Regions from separate parts of the Pan troglodytes genome. Here region 1 is linked to region 2. Evidence: chromatin contacts called from public Hi-C data. All regions are on one chromosome and are shown on one strand. Each heading gives the region's core, a stretch centred on a gene start, on an enhancer-like site or on the middle of the called end of the contact. The rest is flanking DNA. Distances are from core to core; before and after follow the strand shown.

What was found. A called contact is a pair of places that touch in the nucleus more often than the background predicts.
Region 1: a Hi-C map of stem cell-derived neural progenitor cells shows a contact between it and region 2, with 7 times the contacts expected there. The contact joins two enhancer-like sites. A contact is called at or near these places in 3 of 7 Hi-C or Micro-C datasets (induced pluripotent stem cells and stem cell-derived neural progenitor cells) and 1 of 1 datasets of contacts at active chromatin or transcription factors (stem cell-derived excitatory neurons).

Annotation. Positions count from the first base shown.
Region 1 is chrX:14,063,103-14,068,332 of NHGRI_mPanTro3-v2.0_pri, forward strand. No RefSeq gene overlaps it. Among named protein-coding and RNA genes, the nearest start is that of EGFL6, 81 kb to the right of the region's middle. Within about 2 kb of position 1,724, at least 9 of the 24 cell types and tissues checked have an H3K27ac peak or open chromatin away from gene starts, as enhancers often do. A contact at or near this core is called in stem cell-derived neural progenitor cells, where this site is marked.
Region 2 is chrX:13,545,301-13,550,760 of NHGRI_mPanTro3-v2.0_pri, forward strand. No RefSeq gene overlaps it. Among named protein-coding and RNA genes, the nearest start is that of TMSB4X, 4.5 kb to the right of the region's middle. Within about 2 kb of position 2,966, at least 7 of the 24 cell types and tissues checked have an H3K27ac peak or open chromatin away from gene starts, as enhancers often do. A contact at or near this core is called in stem cell-derived neural progenitor cells, where this site is marked.

The DNA.
Region 1 (5,230 bases), core at 474-2,973, 520 kb after region 2:
AATGAAGTATACAAAGGCTTGGCACAAGATCAGAATCAGACACTATTCTTTACCTTGGACCAGAAAAAATTCTAAGGCAGGGTTACCACCCCCTTCTAGTTTCTGAAATTGAAAGGAAAAAGCATAGAGATGTATTTTCCCTTGTCCGCAGCAAAGAGCAGGGGTGGCTCTTCCAACTGTATTTGTTCAACACATGTTAATTGGGCACCTATAATATGTAAGTGGTGGACACTGAATGGAAATCCAAAAAACATAAATCTGGTCTTGTCTTTAAATAGACGGTAATCTAGTCAGAGGCAGGGGAATGCTTCAGAAGGACAGGCGGAGAAAAAGAGGTGGTGCCCTGATCACTACTTTACACCACCAAGTGCTTGGTCCTTGGTAGCAAAGTTTAAACTATGGTTTTAAAAAGAGTTGAAGTCTGGGGCAAGCCTAGTGTGTGTGTTAATCCATTCAGAGCCCAGAATTCATCTTAGCTATGATTTTCAAAAACCACCCATACTATGGGCTTTTCCTTTATATAGCTCTTCAGTCCACACATATCTGATAAAGTCTACAACTACATGCATGCATCCTAGATAGATCGTCTGTGCTGCCCCATAATTCCTACCAATCCCCCATTCTATTGTCAACTGCCAGCTAACATCTGAAGGGGTTTGGGGCAAGAGTTTTTAGGAAAACATTTTGAAGTAAGAGATTGAGTAGATGATTCTCACTTAGGACATCACCATCATCCTGGCACATTTGTCTTCTGTTAGCAGACGATGTCACTATAAGAAAGAGAATACCAGGCAGTCCAAGGAGGGAGAATGCTGACCACAAAGCATTTTTTTTTTTTTTTTTTTTGAGACGGAGTCTCGTTCTGTCACCCAGGCTGGAGTGCAATGGTGCGATCTCGGCTCACCGTAAGCTCCGCCTCCTGGGTTCACGCCATTCTCCTGCCCCAGCCTCCTGAGTAGCTGGGACTGCAGGCGTCTGCCACCGCACCTGGCTAATTTTTTGTATTTTTAGTAGAGACGGGGTTTCACCTTCAAAACATTTCTTACGTGGTGGCTCTCCAAATTAAAGAAAAGGTTTTAAATGAATGATGATGAATACATACCCTGCTCTGATTGGTAACTTTCACCATTAAACCTGCAAATTAAAAGGCATTTAAGCCAAAATTCATCCTCCCCACAACCTTGAGGGAATGAGTCACTGAAGCAATTCTCACGTTTCTCCAGGCAGAAAGACAGGAGACTTTCCAAAAAAGGTTGTAGTTTTCCTGTTTCCTTGGCTGCCTCCACACATAGCCCAGCCATGACCACATGTGGTGATGGGCAGGAACCTATTGCCTTATTTGGCAATCTTGAGCCCTCTTTGTAGGGCTATTGGGGGCAGGATGAAAAGTCCAGATCAAAACCACAATCGTGAAAAACAATGGAGAGTCAGATAAAGGAAGTAGGCATTTTATCTAGATTAAATATAAAATATTGACCCAAGAAGTAAATGTTTTCATATGCATTGCTTCTTAAAGGACTCGTAGGAAAATATTTAGAATCTGCCATTTTCCTGTAATAATTTCACTCATTTTCCTTCTAGCCATGATGCTGACTGCATTTCCCAGCTGCTGCTGAAACAGCTCTTCTGTTGGGGGAGATTATGTGGGCTAACATTCACCCACGATTCTCTAAACTGATGTTTCTCAAGTATCCTTCATTCTGACCCCAACATGTGCTGTGTGCATTCATTACTGCTGACAGCAGGATCAGTGTGGGTCCCAAACAAGGAGATTGCACAATGAGAAATGGAGGCTAAGGGCATGAATGTTCTGAATTTTATAGCTTCCTGTCTGCTTTCCCTTAGGGGAATATAATTGGGGGACTGGACCCAACACAAATCTCAACTACGCATTTAGGCCTCCACAAAGAAGCAAGACTTCTAGTCCTTTCTGGAGCATTGCAAGCTGTACAGAAAAAATACATTCCTCAGGGATTCTGCCGGCAACCACTCCTTTTATTCTGTGGTTCCCCAAAGATAAGGTCAGTCAGCTCAGAGAGAAAAGGAAAATGGAATGGGGAGAGACAAGGATCAACCAGTAACGGGTGTGTCATCTCAAACTGGAGTGTGTGTCCATTGTCAACCCCAAGAAACCCAGAAAAACAAAATCTTTTTCCCCAGGTGGTGAGAGTGTCAACTGCATATGAGAGGGAAGGGTGCCCTCTGCTGTCATCTGTGATTTTTGGTTTTTAATTTCAAAGGAAACGTTCCAGCTCCATGTAAATCAGACTTAAACATTTTTGCCAGGCACGATGGCTCAGGCCTGTAATCCCAGCACTTAGGCTGAGGCGGGCAAATCACAAGGTCGGGAGTTCAAGACCAGCCTGGCCAATATGGTGAAACCCCATCTTTACTAAAAATACAAAAATTAGCTGGGCATGGTTGTGGGCACCTGTAATCCCAGCTACTTGGGAGGCTGAGGAAGGAGAATCGCTTGAACCCGGGAGGCAGAGGTTGCAGTTAGCCAAGATTGTGCCGCTGTACTCCAGCCTGGGCGACAGAGCGAGACTCCATCTCCAAACAAACAAACAAAAAACAAAAAAGGAAACATTTTACACATTAAATAGGGAAGCCAAACTTGGGATTTTGACCGTCTTAACTAGGCTGGGTTCTGTGTCGGATGAGAGAGACTTGAGGGATAGCACAGGCAGCAGTCACAATTCCATTTCAGATGCCCTGCTGGGAGAAAATTGTGGTTTGGAAGAGGGCCTGTGAGCTTTATATATTCAGAACAATTTGCTTAGAAATAAAACGACTTCTTGGGAGCAGGGTTCTCCTTGGGTGGCAGCATACTTGGACAGCATCTCCATTTGTTTCCCTGTCCTTTCCCAGTAAACCAATTTGGGTTCATTATTAGATTCCTGAGTTTGTTTCTTTGGGAGAGAAAAATAAAATACAGTTCTCACTTAGGGAGATGGAAGGCAATGGCTTTGCATGAAGATACGAATTTAAAACAAATAAATACAAGTGCTCAACTCTGATGAAAGATGAGTTGTATGATTTAATGTGCTTTCCTAGGGACACGTAAATTAACTGAGATACAAAATAATGAATCTGCACATCTGCCTTAGAGTTCATCCAAATGCAATCTACAAGGCAAACTTAATCACGGTTATAATTAATACTTTGCAAATGGAAATGACTGGAAATGAAAGGCCACAAACAACATCGATATTAATGCTTCAGTATTTGTTCTCTCCCTAGTTTTTACTTTCAAAAGTGTTTTTATCATCTTCTACAAAAGTCATACCTTGTACTTTATAAGGCATTTTGTTATATAGCCTCTTTATAGCTGAATTCATCCCATTATCAAAGGGTCATAGTTGGATTACCTACCTACTTAGATGTTTCTAAACATTTCTGATTTCATTTTGCATTCTAGCAACCGGCTGACTCCACCCGAACTCGGGACTCATGACTCAACCAGTCCTTTGGCCCCCACCCAGAGGCAGGCTTAGCTCACAAGGACTATTTTCCACACCCCTATGATTTTATCATTAACTAATCAGCAGCACCCATTCCCCAGCCCTCTGCCCACCAAATTATTCATAAAAACGCTACCATCTGAATTCTTGGGGAGGCTGATTTAAATAATAACTCCAATCCTTCTGCTTCGCTAGCTCTGCATTAATTAAACACTTTCTCTGCTGAAAAAAAAAATCTGGTTTCAAACATCTATCACTTGAACCCTTTTGGATTTAAGTAACGGAACCCATCTTGACCAAGGGAGGATTTATCTGCCTATGTTAATCAACATTAAGGTCAGAAGTGCAGCTAGATCTCAGAGAGGACAGGAATCAAGAGGCTAAATTGCATCAAAGTTTTCTCCATCTTTCATCAGTGCTAATTTCATTCTCTTTTCTCTTCAGATTGGCTTTTCCTATGAGAAAGAAACCATGGCTGCTGGCCACTTTTGGGTTCATATTTCCCCACCTCCATCTTCCAAAAGAAAAAAGGATGCCTTCTCTTAAATCCTATGTTTTAAATCCCAAGGAAGGTTTCCGATTGCCTTTGCCTAGGTTATGAGTTCATATATGTGGCCAGGGTGGATGGGGTACTAAGATGGACAATTAGAAGAAAGTAGACCTGTATAGACAAAATAATAGAACTTTCTTTCATGGGGCTTTTCTTGTGTGTCAGGCACTGTGGTAAGCATTTTTTCATTTTTTGTACATAATTTCCTTTAATTCCCCAAACAATCCTACAAGAAAAGTGTTATTATTAGATTCTGGAATTGAGATTCAGAGTTTAGCAACTTGTCCAAATTTGCACAGCTGGCAAATTGCAGAACTAAACCCATCCCATTTGTCTGATGATGTATGTTGGTTTCTGCTATAGAAAAAATGATTTCTGGAGTTCTGGTCAAGATTACATGCAACCTATTTGTACGCAAATCCTGAATATAAAAATTCTGTTTTTGAATTGAGGACAAATAAGCTATGATCCATACTTTCTTCAGCATAAGGGCTGAGTTTTGTTCAGTTTTGTTTTCCTTTTAACATCTCATCTAATGCCTTGGACATAGTAGTTGCCAAGTAAAAATGATTTTTAGGGTACAGTGAAAGGCCTTCTAACTACAACTAAAAATGCGGATGTAAGAAAAGATTAATAAATTTGACAACATAAAAATTAAAATATTTTTTGCACAGCAAAAAATGATGTAAAGAAAATCAAAAGACAAAGCGCAAGAAGCAGCTCTTCTTGCCCTATGAGGAGAAGCTTGCCCTGGGAGAAGCTATTTACAACAAATCTTACAGCTAAGGAGCTAAAATTCCTACCATGCAAAGGACTTTTTTAGTTGAGTTTTAAAAGGCCAAAAATGCTATAGAAAAATGTGCAAAAGTCCTGAACAGACAATTTGCAAAAAGAGATGTAAAAATGACTCTTAAACTTACAAAAAGATGCTCAGCTTCATTCATAACAAAAGAAATGCAAACTAAAACTACACTGCGACACCATTCTCAGCTATCAGAGTGGCAACAACTCAAACCTGACAACATGTTCTGTTGTTAAACTGTGGGGAAATAAGCACTCTCATTGCTAGAGGAAATGCAAAACTGTGCAATATCTATGTAGGGATATTTGGCAATATCTAACAAAACCACATATCCATTTACCCTTCCACCTAGCAATGCCACTTGTAGAAATTTACACTGCAATACACCTCTAACGATATTAAAATGCATATGCA
Region 2 (5,460 bases), core at 1,716-4,215:
GAAGTGAGAGGCCAGTGATCGAGCATTACCGCATGACCGCCTGAGCTATGCCTCCTGTGAGATCAAGGCGGCATTAGATTTTCATAGGATCGCCAACCCTATTTCAAACTGCACATACGAGGGATCCAGGTTGTGCTCTCCTTATGAGAAGCTAATGCCTAATGATCTCAGGTGGAACAGTTTCATCCTGAAACCAGCACCCTCCCGACCCTGTCCATGGAAAGATTGTCTTCCACGAAACCGGTCTCTGGTGCCAAAAAGGTTAGGAACCGCTGATCTATAGGACTATTGGGTCAGTTTCAATTCTCCTTCATTGGCCTTGGTACATGCAAGTCAATTCTGAGGCACAAGTAAGCTGAAAGTTGCAGCCATCCCTCAGACAGGAAAAAATAACCCGGCAGAAAGGAAGAGAACAGAACTGGTGTGTGCACCTCACAGAGGCCTAGAAAACGGTGGCAGCTGCTCCAAAACACCAGCTCCAAGGGCACCTAGGCTCAGATCGAAGCATTGCAGGTGGCAAAGAGGCTGGAGCATCTTGTGTACACACTCAGACTGATCCACCAGTGAAAGGAAGGGGTTAAAGAGGAGGAGCATGGAAAACTTACAGGAGAGCTGACAAACTTAGCTGCAAAGTCAGGATAAAACAGTCCAAGAACCCCAACAAGGAACTGCTGGAGGTGATGTTGGAGAGTTCCTCTCTCTCATAAAGATCAAAGATTTCTTGGGATTGTCTGCTGTGCACAAGCATGGCCCGGCCCTGGGTCAACAAGAATGTCCCTCAACTGGAGAGAAAATAGAGGGATGAAGAATTCCAATTCTGGCACTGGTGCCACCAGCTCTACTGGTGCCACCAGCTCTACTGGTGCCAGCAGTCTGAGAACCTTGGTCTGGTATCCGCACCTCCTCCCAGGTGCTTTGGGAATGGGTAAGGGAACTAAGATGCTGTGGCCCTTAAGCTCTGCCGGTCAAATCAACCTATGATGAAGCTCTATAGCATTGTTAAGAAGCCCATTGTTTTGTGCTTTAAAATTTGTTTTCCTCTAGTTTCCTAATAAAAAGTTTTTTTTTTCCTAAATTGCCACCACTTTCTCAACTCAAGAAGAACAGGGAGTTTCCACACCTGAGAAGTGTTAATGGGCATGATCTGAGAGGGCATTATAGGCAGAGGAAGAGGCACGTGTGAAAGGGCCCATTCCTGGGTCCAGGAAAAGACAGTAGCACTGGAGGCACTCAGAGAATGAGAATCTAAAAAGGGCAGGACTGGCTTCAGAATTTGGGGGACACAGTACAAAATAGAAATGTGGGGTAAGAATTTCAAAATGGCGGCAGCAGTACATTAAGCCAAGCACGAGGGACTTCTGAGCGTAAGGCCCAGTGCAGCTGCACAGCTGTGCACCTGTGAAGCCAGTCCTGGAGAGGCCAGATCGTCAGGGTCAGCCAAGGAAGTTGATCTTGGCCTACATGGGTTTTCCCCTCAGATTTGAGCCAGTGCTCCATTACCTACACTCCATTTTCCTCACCATAAAGCTATTAACCATCTTCTGCTGATGATCTGGGAACTATATTTTATATAAAGCTTTGGCACCCACAGAAAAAACACATTAAAATATACAAACACTTGTTACTTGCTAAGCATAATTCTGCTTCACAATGGAATCAAAGGTTTGTCATTTTTAACACAGAAAGCCATTGGGAGTGTGTAATGCCTCCCCTTTCAATATGCTATTGAACCTACTAATTTTTTTAGCCATTGTAATATGAATGACTTCTTAGAAAAATATTGTAGTAAGGCCGGGCTCACGCCTGTAATCCCAGCACTTTGGGAGGCTGAGGCGGGTAGATCACGAGGTCAGGAGATCAAGACCATCCTGGCCAACACGGTGAAACCCTGTCTCTACTAAATTACAAAAAATTAGCTGGGAGTGGTGGTGTGCACCTGTAACCCCAGCTACTCAGGAGGCTGAGGCAGGGGAATCGCTTGAACCTGGGAGGCGGGGGTTGCAGTAAGCCGAGATTGCACCACTGCACTCCAGCCTGGTGACAGAGCAAGACTCCGACTCAAAAAAAAAAAAAAAAAGAAAAAGAAAAAGAAAAATATTGAAGTAGTGAAAAGCTGAGGAAAACTACTAACGTTCAGGATACAAATTCTCTTTATTGCCAGTGCCTTGGCCATGCAGGAGGAGGAAAAAGAGCAGATTGAATTTCTGTAATGAAATAATTTGAAAATTGGGGCAGGGAAAATTTTAATGTATATGACATTATTACGATATCTATGTTTAAATGTCTTCATGATGTAGGCTGGGTGCGGTGGCTCACCCCTGTAATCCTAGCACTTTGGGAGGCCGAGGTGGAAGGATTGCTTGAGCCCAGGAACTTGAGACCAGCCTGGGCAACATAGAGAGAACCTGTTTCTTAAAAAAAAAAGAAAAAGAAAAAGAGAAGAAACATCTACATGATGAAAAAGCTAGACAGCTGATTGAGACAATATAACTTTACCCTTATCTGGCGTATGGAACAAAGCCTTTAAAAGGCCTTAGGATTCTAGAGAAGAGTAGTGTTTAAATGAGGCGGCTTCTGAGCCAGCCAGTCTGAGTTCAAATCCTGCCTTTGGCTTTCGTTGTGTTTTCTTGGGGAAGTTATTTAATCCCTCTAGAATTCTCTCATCTGCAAAATGAGGAAAATAACGGTGCCACTGTCATAGGATTGTGTGAGGATTCGGGAAATACTACATGGAAAGCTCCCCAGTATATGGAAAGCACTCAGAAAGCACTTGCTGTTATTACTGCTATGGTTACAGCCATGATTGTTACTATCATTATTCTACAACCTGGCCCCTGCCTGGTTCCCAGCGTTATTTCCTGTCACTTTCTCTCATTTTACGCAAGTGCCTGCCAAGCTCAGCTACTCATTGCCCCCTGCGTTAACTCGAAGATTCTCTGCTTCCGTATTGTTCCCTGGCTGTGTGGAGGCTGAGTAACCACTTGGAGGGGATGTTGTAGAGGAAAATTCAAGCCACAGAAGGGAAACTGGGTTGAATGAGATCCCCTTTTACATTTCTTTTGGCTCTAAAGTTTCCATCGGATCAATAAAGCAAACAGGACAATTAGCAGCACGGCACTCAGCACTGAGCACAGGCGAGGGTGTTCTTTCACTCCTCTTTGCTTTCCTGCCACCCCCTGCTCGCCTTCCTCTTTGCACCATGTGGGTCCGCTCTGGGTGGGAGTCCTGGAGAAAGATACTTCAACTAAAGATAAGGCAGAGATAGGCCTCGGTGGAAAGAATTGGTAGACAGACCTGGGCATTTGATTAAGAGCAAATTGCTTAAATTCTCGGAGCCTCAATTCTTTAGTAGTAAAATGGGGATATTAGTACTCACTCCATAGGGTAAGAATGGAATCAGATATTGTTTAAAAGGGCTTATAGCTGAGGTTACAAGATATAGCTAGTCTACTAAATATCCTTTCTCTTTTCATTTTCCTGTTATTCACAGGGGGGACTTAGGCGTGTCTTTAAGGGGTTTTAGATTCCAATCAGTGGAAGGAGGGCTCTGCTGTGAAGGAGACCAGATGGAGACTGCAGGGGCCACAGGGGAACGTGGGGTGCAGGCAGGTGGGGCAGATGGTAGGAGGCCCTGAAACTCAGACAAAGGGATCTGGGCTTGAGAAAGCAAGAGCTGGGAGCTCAGCTTTGTTCCTGTTCTTCCGTTCCTCCCTCCTCTTCCTTCTTCTCTTCTTCTGGCAAGTTTTTGGCACAAAATTAAATAGGTTCAAACTAATAGAACTCATTTTCATGAATTCAGACTTCTAGCCAACTTCTCCACAGTTAGAAATAGCCACGACTCTATCCCAGGCCCGCCCTGGAAAGCAAAATAAAACTGCGTCCCCTGTCACCTTTTCCGGGTTCCACCAGACACAGGGTTGGAGGGGAACCGCCCTTCAACGCAGGCAATGTTGGCACATTTTTCATTGGGCGCTGTGGCCCGTGAGATGAGGAAGGCAGGACAGGCGCAAAGTGGACTCTACTTATCTTTCACCAGAGAGCCCCAAGGCCAGAGTGCACCATACAACCCGGAGTCACCCAAGGCCTTTTTTTTTGGGGGGGGGGGGGTCTCACTGGGAACAATGTCTGCACCCATTGTAAGCAGTTCCTTTGCCCCTGTGTGCCTCTGTCTTTTTAATTGGGATCGAAAACTCCTACCTCAATGGTAGTTGTGCCCGGCACATACTAACAGACTTATAAATGTAGCTGCCTGGGGCAGGGATGATCCTGGAACATTCTGACATCTAGAACATTAAGACTAAATGGATTTAATTATCTGGGGAGAAGAAAGCAAGGCAATTAGAGTCACAGGTTCAACACCTGAGTTCAAGTACCTCCCTCATTTAAGAAAATCAATTCATGGAAGGCTGAGGCAGAGAATGGCTTGAATCCGGGAGGTGGAGGTTGCAGTGAGCCGAGATCACACCACTGCACTCCAGCCTGGGTGACAGAGCGAGACTGTCTCAAAAAAAGAAAAGAAAAGAAAATCAATTCAATGCAGTGGGAGAAGTGTTATTGAGCAATTACTATCCACCAGACGCTGTGGAAAGCACAACTGCCTAGCTCCTCACACTCTTCCTGGTGATTCTCGGGTACAGACTAAGAGGATGTGGGGAGGACTTTTATATGTTCTTGGCATATAGAACAGAGTGGCTACCAGCTGAGGTAACCCAATGATGGCTCTCTAAGCCTCAGTTTTCCCATCTGGAAACTTCTTATGGAAAGGCGGTGGGAAAGAAAGGAAAAAACAAATGTAAAACTTATGACTCTTAGAAAATATCAACCGACAGGAGTTGTCATGTTTTATTTGCTGTAAAACTATCAAAAGATCTTCTATCAACATTTTGTAAGTGAAAATAATAATATATATTCATATAAATTATATAGAAATAATATATAATAATATATAAATTTCTCTATAGGAGAAATAATATCAAGACACCTAAAATTTTTAATTAATTCTAAACACTAAGACAATTATTTTATTATTTTTCCTCAACCTTCCATCCTAAATCATACGAATAATAACAATAGAAAGAGCTTACTAATTGTCATGCACTGTCCGAAGCATTTAATCCTCCCAACAACCCTGTGAGGTCGGTGTTGCAATGAACCCATTTTACAGATGAGAAAACTCCAGCACAGAAAGATTCATTCACATGGCCAGAGTCATGCAACTTTTAAGAATATTCCTTTGGTTTGCATTTCCTTGTATCTGCACCACCCTTCCCTTTCCTGTCTCTCTAGGTCTCCTGACCGGTTGGCAGGTCAGTCCCAATCAGGGGAACTCTTTTCCTTTAAGCAGTCGTCTCTCTTTCTCTTCCTCTCTGTTTCCACCTGCCCTCCATCAGGGTCTCAGCACAGTGGAAGGCTGCTTGCTACCGCACTGGAAAACTTCTCCAGACATTTCCAAGTTTGCAT